Linked DNA regions of Sus scrofa: region 1 is linked to region 2. Evidence: chromatin contacts called from public promoter capture Hi-C data. All regions are on one chromosome and are shown on one strand. The core of a region is the stretch at or near the end of the contact, and the rest is flanking DNA. Distances in the headings are between cores, read along the strand shown.

What was found. Promoter capture Hi-C pulls out the DNA fragments that hold promoters and counts their contacts.
Region 1: a promoter capture Hi-C map of liver shows a contact between it and region 2, with 4 times the contacts expected there. The contact joins the promoter of AAK1 here to the promoter of C3H2orf42 in region 2. A contact is called at or near these places in 1 of 5 promoter capture datasets (liver) and 1 of 2 datasets of contacts at active chromatin or transcription factors (skeletal muscle).

What each region holds. Positions count from the first base shown.
Region 1 is chr3:72,791,996-72,796,414 of Sscrofa11.1, forward strand. It overlaps AAK1 (AP2-associated protein kinase 1), which reads left to right and starts at 1,982. Exons shown (of 21, transcript XM_021087408.1): 1 at 1,982-2,337; 2 at 2,641-3,052. The coding sequence starts at 2,890. It overlaps LOC102163904 (a long non-coding RNA gene), which reads right to left and starts at 1,815. Exons shown (of 6, transcript XR_302389.3): 1 at 1,567-1,815; 2 at 979-1,130.
Region 2 is chr3:72,288,129-72,292,908 of Sscrofa11.1, forward strand. It overlaps C3H2orf42 (chromosome 3 open reading frame, human C2orf42), which reads left to right and starts at 1,456. Exons shown (of 10, transcript NM_001243818.1): 1 at 1,456-1,508.

The DNA.
Region 1 (4,419 bases), core at 732-3,231, 500 kb after region 2:
AGAAAGGTAAAAACTGAGATAGCAACAAATTCTAGGACTCAACAGGGCTTCTTCTTTTAAAAAGTCAGGCAAGGAGTTCCCGTCGTGGCGCAGTGGTTAACGAATCCGACTAGGAACCATGAGGTTGTGGGTTCGGTCCCTGCCCTTGCTCAGTGGGTTAACGATCCAGCGTTGCCGTGACCTGTGGTGTAGGTTGCAGACGCGGCTCGGATGCCCCGTTGCTGTGGCTCTGTCGTAGGCCCGTGGCTACAGCTCCGATTCAACCCCTAGCCTGGGAACCTCCATATGCCGCAGAAGCGGCCCAAGAAATAGCAACAACAACAACAAAAGACAAAAAAAAAAAAAAAAAGTCAGGCAAGATTAACAGATGCAGAGAAAGATGGAGGTCCATGAATGTAATTCCAAATAAGCTCTCCCATCTATTTTAAGATCTATTCCAAACTTCCTTGAAGAAAATCTAGCCTTTTAAGGAAAGTGCAGAGAACATGTCTCCTGTAGTCTTGCTTTGAGGGAATGTTTTAGCAGGTGCTACATTCCACCCTAGAGGTGGCTGCAAGAATCTGTGAACTGAGGTGACAACACAGATTCCCTCCAGAAGAAAAGAAGCTGTCTCTACACAGGAAGTTTAACTACAATGATCTACCTGAGACAAAAAGAAGGAAAAGAAAGAAGAGGAATAAGGAAAAGAGGGAGAGGGAGAAGGAGAACCAGGAAGAGGAGGAAGAAGAGAAAGCAGCAGCATAAACCTCTCACAGCTCAGTTCAATTTTCAGATTAGAGAAAGCAAGAACCATCCTCCCTGCCCCGCCCCGCCCCCACATCTTCTCAAGTGTCTGCAGAAAAAATCTGGAACTAATTTACAAGCCAAGAAGGCTCTCGCAGAATTAGGGCGAGCAGGTGGAAGTGAGAAATAACCCATATTTAGGGATTTGGAAAATCATGGATTTGCGGAGGGGGATGGGCAGGGATTTGACACTACCTTCAGCACCATCCATCAGGAAATCTAGGAATGGAGAAGGGTCCCAAGATGCCTTCCAAATCTTCTGCATTTGGCAGAGGTAAATCACGCTGTCCACCCCCACTCTCAGCAGTTGGACGATATCAGGATAAAATAGGCATCATGGGGGGGATCTTGAAGTGAAAAGAAATAACAGGTCAGCCTAGAGTTCTTGTATGGAAGGGGGTTAGTGAAGGTCAGGCCCACCCACAGCAACAGAAAAGGTGGCAGAATGCAGGGTCACCGTGAGACAAGCCCCAAAGTTTGGGTTCAAACCAAAGGTTTGGGTCTCCTGATACCCTACGATCTGCCCTGCACACGCTCTTTAACTTTCTCAGTTTGAGTCGCGCCTGTAGATTTCCTGAAAAGACAACGTCTTATGAGGACTAGCTCAGCTGAGCTGGTTCTTAGTAACATCTGAAGCTGGAGGAGGAAGGGCTCCAGGCTTATTTATGTTAGGGTTGGCGTTTGGGTGTGGTCTGGTAAAACAAAAACCAAAAAAAAAACCCCAAAATCCAAAAACCAAAAACATCTGCCAGCAAAATTTCCGGGTCACCCTCAGTCTTTCACCTCTGTCTGCCCAGGTGTCGAAGGTACGCCCAGCAGGACCCGCTAGGGGCTGAGCGGTTAAGCTGCGTCCTTCAGGTGTCAGCCGGGATATGCTTGGAAACCACAATCCCCAGAATCCCTTGTGCAGATCAAGCCTCAAATAAGATGGCTCCACAAGAGTGGAACATAGAGAGCAGGCTGGAAACGCTAGTCCCTAGCAGTTTTCTCGCCGGATGTTTAACCGAATCCTCACAAATGCACCACCCCACTAACCACCTTGCGGCGGAGGAGGCCACCGCAGCCGCCTCGCTCGCTCCTCCACGGGTATCTTGGGAGTTGTAGTCCAGCTGCTGGGATGCGCCGAACTACCTTTCCCATGGTGCCTTAAGGGTCGGGCAATATCAACGTTCTTTTCCAAAACTCTCCCCGCATTGAGGTCCCCCCCCCCGCCCCTTTCCCCAGCTCTCTACTCTCCGACGACTCCTTCCCGCTGGTTGTGAGAGAGCGGCTGCAGCTGGAGGCCTTGGCCTCTAGCCGCGCCGTCCCGAGAGGCACTTCCGGCGGCGTTTCACTTCCTGGTTGGATGGATGGAGCCGGGCGGGAGCGCGCACGGGGGAGGGGTGGCGGGTCAGTCTCCGCCGGGCGCTCCGGGGATCAGCTGGCGGGCGGGCGCCGAACGCTGCCCCGGCTCTAGCTGCAGCGCCGCCTCCTCACAGCTTCGCAGGCCGGCCCGGCGGCCGTGACAATGTTGCGGGGCTGGTAGCTGGGCGCCGGCCCGCCGAGCCATCTCAAGTGGGTGCCGCCGGGATGCTCTCTCGCGGGGCGGCGGGAGACCGGGGAGGAGGGGAGGCAGTGTCCAGCTGGGTCGGTGCTGCCGGAGGCGGCCCGAATCCCTCCTTTTTCAGAACCCTGGGCAAGAGGGTCCAGGGTTCTGGGGCTGAGAACCGGTGGGTTTTCAGCCCCAGGGTTTTTCTCCCTTAGAAAATGCATGAAGCGTTTCCCCAGGATGATGGCTTTTGCTCCCCCTAGGACTCAGCGGTTGAATTTTTAAGTGTGTTACTGATTCATCCTCTCTCTCTCCCTCTGTCATCACAGGTTTAAACTTACACGAATCGCTCTGTTGAGGAGGAGGGGACCGCCGCGCGATTGACACGCATATTCCTATAGGCATCCTCCCCCAGCCCCCACCCCCACGGCCGGATTCGGGTGGCTCCTCTCCGAGCTGAAATCCGAGAAGAAATCCTTGGATCTCTTGTTTTCTTAAAAAAAAAAAAAAAAAAAAAAAAATCAAAAAAAAAATCTAGAAACCGTCGGTATTTTGCTTTACTGCTTCCTTTCCGCAAGATGAAGAAGTTTTTCGACTCCAGGCGAGAGCAGGGAGGCTCTGGCCTGGGCTCCGGCTCCAGCGGAGGAGGGGGCAGCACCTCGGGCCTGGGCAGTGGCTACATCGGAAGGGTCTTTGGCATTGGGCGACAGCAGGTTACTGTGGACGAGGTGTTGGCGGAAGGTACGGTGGGACTCTTTCAGTGCGCCGTAAATTAAAATCCTGTGCTGATGCAGCAGGACTCTGGTTTCTAGTTGTTGAATGTATGAACGGCTCTAGACCGGTTGACCCTCCCTCCCTTCCCCCTTTCCTTGCCCTGTGAGTCATTGTCCTTGAGAAATTTAAAACTGAGATTTGAAAGTGACAAGGATTTGTGGGTAGAAGAAGGTTGCCAGAAATTGTTTACCTCGGTGGCCTTATATTTAAAAAAAAAAAAAACCAAAAACATTTTCAAGCCCATTCTTGTCTCCCTCACCGAATTATGAAGATTAGGCAGAAAACGTTTGTGTGAAAGTGTAGAACTTCACATCAAATGTAGGGTTTGGGGCTTGTCATCCTCCTAAAACTTGAAATATTATGTGAGGGCTGAAGGGTGGGGATGGAGGACCTTTAAGGAGAGAGAGGGGTTTTTCCTCCTACCCAACTTTCCCACTCCATGAGCAGGCATTGGAAGGAAGAGAGGATTTTCAGAGAATAGGAATGTGTTTTTCTCAGAGTCACGGCTCTTGGTGGATTTCACTAGGTTTGTTTCCTGACCCAACTGTAATCAGGTCCCCAGGATGCAGTTTAGATAACAGAAATTACATGAAATGAATGTAGTTATTTTGAAATCAGTCCAATAGGCCCCTCTTCCTCCTGTTCTTGGTTTTGGGGTGTGTGTGTTTGCCAAAAGAATGACTTGAGAGTAGCATCTGATTTTTGCTTTTCGTTTATTGGAGAGGAGGTTATTTAGATCTGCTGTGTAAATACCTTACATGTGTGCTCTTCTGTATATCTACAGATACGTATAAATGTATTTTTATCTATAGCCCCCAGGCTTTCTGGAAATCTTTGCATGTCGCTTTTGGTAACCTTAACCTCGACCTTCATAATTATGCCAGACTCATACTTTTCACAGCCCATTGCCTGCCTAGTGTGCTTTTATTTTTAATAAAAGCAGCAATTTCCTTGGCATGAAGCTATTCAAACTAATTGGATTGGGCCAACCTGCTGTAGGTTGTTTTTTATCGGCTGAGAGGGGATGGCTGAAGGGGAGGCCTCTGTCACTGCAATATGGTGGGGGAGCAGTTTAATACTGGGGAAGGAGACTTTTTGCAAGCTGAGGTTGGAGCAAGGGTCCCGACCTGGGTTTGGGAAATGCCTGTCATGGTGAGTGTTGCAGGCAGTGGGTTGGGAGGAGGAAGAAGCTGTGTTTGGCTCTCAGCTTATGTCAGCACAGGATTCAGTTGGGCCCAGTTTTCCAGGATTGGGGGTTGAAGCCGTTGGTTTAAAAACACTGTTTTAAAGAAGATCTGGCAATTGATGTCCTCGTGAAATTGTTGCTCTTTTCC
Region 2 (4,780 bases), core at 206-2,705:
CAGTGGGTTAAGGATCCGGCGTTGCCATGAGCTGTGGTGTAGGTCACAGACGCATCTTGGATCTGGTGGTGCTGTGGCTGTGGTGTAGGCAGCTACAGCTCCGATTTGACCCTTAGCCTGGGAACCTCCATATGCTGCAGTTGCAGCCCTAAAAAAAAAGAAAAAAAAAAAACCTTATAAATTGAAATAAGCAAAATTGGAAAAATTTCCTGGAAAAAATGTGCCCACCTCCCCCTACCTCCAGTTTAAGAAACAACATAACAAACCTTAATCTTGGAAAAGTCCATTTGTCTTATTAATAGTTGAGAAGACTAAGGTTCTGCTAACTAAAGAATGTCACTCACCATCTGGTTCCACAAGGTTAAAGTCATTATCCACTGCAGTCACAGACTTTCAGTTTGCAGATTAGGATTGAGGTACTCTCTGCTCTGGGAAAACTGGCAAAACAGGACTTCAGATAAATATTTTCAGAAGAAGATTTTATGAATCCATTTTTTTGTATCTTCCCATACTTAGAAGAGCACTAAAATTACTAGCTAAGATAGCTGTGTCCTGTGACCAGAAGCAACCTTCTAACAAGATGTGTGCTTGATTGCACATACTCCTTCTCTTAGATATATGACCTCCCTCCATATCTTTTTGGAGCTCTTCCTCAGAACTATCTGAGAGGCTGTCTCTGGGCTTATAGTCTTATAACCCAGAATACAACTGAACCACAGTTCTCACCTTTTTATTTATTCATACTATTTCATGTGACAGTTCTCAGCCACCCAGTCCACAGTGCCATCACTAATAAGGAGCAGTATGAAAGCCAAAGGTGTAGGAAATCTCATTCCAGAGTTTTCCCACACACAGGCCTCACCCTTGACACATTTTAACTCATGAACTATTGTCAACAAAGAGTATTCAGATTTATTCTGTGTGATTCCAATAATCAAAACTAGGTCACACCAGAAGCCAATAACAACTCATTATAAGGGAAACATTCAAGTAATATGTCAGAGTGTAATTAAGGGAGAAAAAGATGACCTGATGCAAACACACAAGTGATAGAAACAACGAATTCTTTGGTGAACAAGACTCCCTTGACAGAACACTAAATCGCTCGCATCTGACATCTGCTAATAATGCAGAAAATCTAAGGAGATTTTTTTCATCAATGGTCAATGGAATTCTACTCAGACTTAGGACTCGCTCAGGCCTAAAACAGTGACGACTAATCCTAGAGCTCTGGGCTTCCAGCACCAGCAGGGTCGGCCAGAAGCACTCTAGGCACAGCAAAGAACCTAAACTGTACAGTCGTCAGGTCAGCGTAGATTCCACCATCGGATTCCGCAGCAATAGTCAGCTGGCTCCAAAAGGAGGAAACTACAACTCCCGTCAGACAACGCGAGCCCAGGTAGGCGTGCTCTAGCCGCGCGTGGGCGGCTCTGACCAATAGCGACTGTCGTTACAGCGAACAGTTTGGCCGCGTTTGTAAAAGGACGCGGCAGGAGAAGAGAGAGGAGGTGAGGGCGGTCATCAGCGTGGGGGCCTAGGGCCGCGGGGTGGGTTGCGCAGGGCAGGTAAGGGGGGCTGTGCTAAAAGAAGGGGGGTGCGGCTATGGGACAAGGACGTAGAGCCGGGAGTCCCGGCGCATAGCGTGTCCCGAGGGCAGGGTACCGGCCAGGTGATGCTTCTGCTCGGGCCTACTTAGGACCGGAAGTAAGCGGTCGCGCGGGGAGGCTGCCGGGAAGCTGGTCCCGGGTAGTGCGTCAAGGGGCAGGCGGTCCCGGAAGCCAGGTGGGAGGTGATCGTCCTGCAGGCCGCGTGACTGGGCTGTGGTCGGCTTAGCCCCGGTGGCCTTTCTCCATTATCCTGAGGCATCGCAGGGCAAATGGAAGCACCCCGGACCTGGAATTGAGAGTCCTGGCTTATGGTCCTGCCCTTTCCTCTCACTTGTGGTTTGACAAGGAATCCAGATTGCAAACTCACGTTAAGTTATCTGGAGACTGGCTGAGGGATGTTAATCAAATCACTACTTTCTCTGAGCCAACTTCTTCATCTCCAAGATGGGTAAAATAGTACCTACTTCACAGGATCGTGGTGAGCAATACATAGCAATACATGAGTAAATGCATGGGAAGGGCTTACTTGTACTCAGTAAACATTAGCAAGTTTATGTCTTATTCAAGGTGACCCTTTATTCTCTTCACTTACTGTGCTTCACAAGCATTAAACAGCATTCACCAAACTGTATAGCCCTGCAAAGAGTAACGGGCTGAAAACCCAGTAGTTCAAGGAATGTTCGTGGGGTAGCTCTTCCAGCCCCAGTCCCTTTAACGCCATCTGATTGAGGAGGCTGTTTAGTAAACTTGCTGGGGAAGAGGAGACCCTTTCTTAGGCAGGATTCAAATATAGGTTGTTTACAAGTTGTGTTACTTGTTTATATATGCTTTCAGCATAGAATCTAACAAGTAATACTAGTAACGGTTTAAAATTCAGATAGTACAAAACAGCGAATTGTACATCTCCCTCCCACTTTGTATTTTTCAAGTCCCCAGTCACTTCTTCTGAGACAACAGATTCTGAATCAGATTGAGAATGATTTTAGAACCCTATAAGTATATGAGGATGGGGGTTTGATCCCTGGCCTTGCTCATTGGGTTAAGGATCTGGCATTGCCGTAAGCTGTGGCACAGGTTGAAGACGTGGCTGTGGAGTAAGCTGGCAGCTGCAGCTCTAGTTTTCGACCCCTGGCCTGGAAACTTCCATATGTCATAGCTGTAGACTTAGAAATCAAAACAGTGGCGTTCCCATCGTGGCTCAGTGGTTAACGAACCCGACTAGTATTCATGAGGACTCCGGTTCCATCCCTGGCCTTGCTCAGTGGGTTAAGGATCTGGCGTTGCCATGAGCTGTGGTGTATGTCACAGACATGGCTTGGATCCCAGGTTGTTGTGGCTGTGGCTTAAGCTGGCAGCTCCAGCTCCAGTTTAACCCCTAGCCTAAGAGCTTCCATATGCCATGGGTGGGGCCCTAAAAAAAAAAACAAAAGACCAAAAAAAAAAAAAAAAAAGAGAGAGAGAAATCAAAATGGAACAAACAAACAAACAAAATACTTCAGTGAATAACCTTATATGTTTCTCATTTCACATGGGAGTATACCTGTAAGACAATTTCTTAGTGGAGTTACTGGGTCGAAGGAATAGGCAGAGAAGACATCAGATAATCCCCAATTGGGGGACATAATATAAAATACTCAACTCTTCAAAGTTGTCAAGATTATGAAAAACAAGGAAAGATGAATTCATAGATCAGATAAGACTAAGGAGATATGATGACTAAATGCAATGTGGTATCTTGGATTGGATCCTGGGAGAGAAAAAGGACAAAGTTTAGAGTTTAATTAGTAAACTAAATTCCAATGTTGATTTCTTAGTTTTGACAAATATCCTGTGGTAATATATGTTGTAAACATTAGGGGAATCTGGGTGAAAGGTATCTGGGAACTCTGTTCTTTCTTTGCAACTTTTCTGAAAATGTGAAATTATTCTGAAAGTAAAAGTTTAGGGGGTTCCCCTTGTGGCACAGTGGAAACAAATCTGACCAGTAACGCTGAGGATGTGGGTTTGATACCTGGCTTTGATCATTGGGTCGGGGATCTAGCATTGCTGTGAGCTGTGGTGTAGGTCACAAACATGGCTTGGATCCTGAGTTGCTGTGGCTGTGGCTGTGACTGTGGCTAGGCTGGAGCTGTAGCTCTGATTTGACCCCTAGGCTGGGCACTTCCATGTGCCACAGGTGTGGCCCTAAAAAAAATAAAAGGTTTATTCTTTTAAAAAAAAATGGCATTAGGGAAAAACTGGTGAAATCCTCACAGTCTGTCGTGGAGTTAATAATATTGTATCAATGTTAAGACTGTAGTTTTGGGGAGTTCCCATCATGGCGCAGTGGTTAACGAACCCGACTAGGAACCATGAGGTTGCGGGTTCGATCCCTGCCCTTGCGCAGTGGGTTAACGATCTGGCGTTGCCATGAGCTGTGGTGTAGGTTGCAGATGCGGCTCGGATCCCGAGTTGCTGTGGCTCTGGCGTAGGCCGGTGGCTGCAGCTCCGATTAGACCCCTAGCCTGGGAACCTCCATATGCCGCGGGAGCGGCCCAAAAAATAGCCAAAAGACAAAAAAAAAAAAAAAGACTAGTTTTGACAAATGTCCCATGGTTATGTAAGATGTTAACATTTGGGGAAGCTGGGTAAAGGGTATACAGGAACTATCTATGCTGTCTTTGTCCTTTTTATATAAATCAAGTTATTTCAGAATTAATGGTTTTTTAATTTTTTATTTTACTTATTTATTTTTTTGCCATTTCTTGGGCCGCTTCCGCGGCATATGGAGGTTCCCAGGCTAGGGGTCTAATCGGAGCTGTAGCTGCCAGCCTACGCCAGAGCCACAGCAACGCAGGATCCGAGCCGAGTCTGCAATCTACACCACAGCTCATGGCAACGCCAGATCGTTAACCCACTGAGCAAGGGCAGGGATCAAACCCTCAACCTCATGGTTCCTAGTCGGATTTGTTAACCACTGGGCCACGACGGGAACTCCAATGTTTTTTTTTTTTTTAATGTGCATTTGTACTTTTTTTTTTTTTTTTTTTTTTTGCTTTTTAGGGCTGCACCTGCAGCATATGGAGATTCCCATGCTAGGGTCTAATCGGAGCTACAGCTGCCAGCCTACACCACAGCCACAGCAATGCCGGATCCTTAACCTACTGAGCAAAGCCAGGGATCAAACCTGCAAC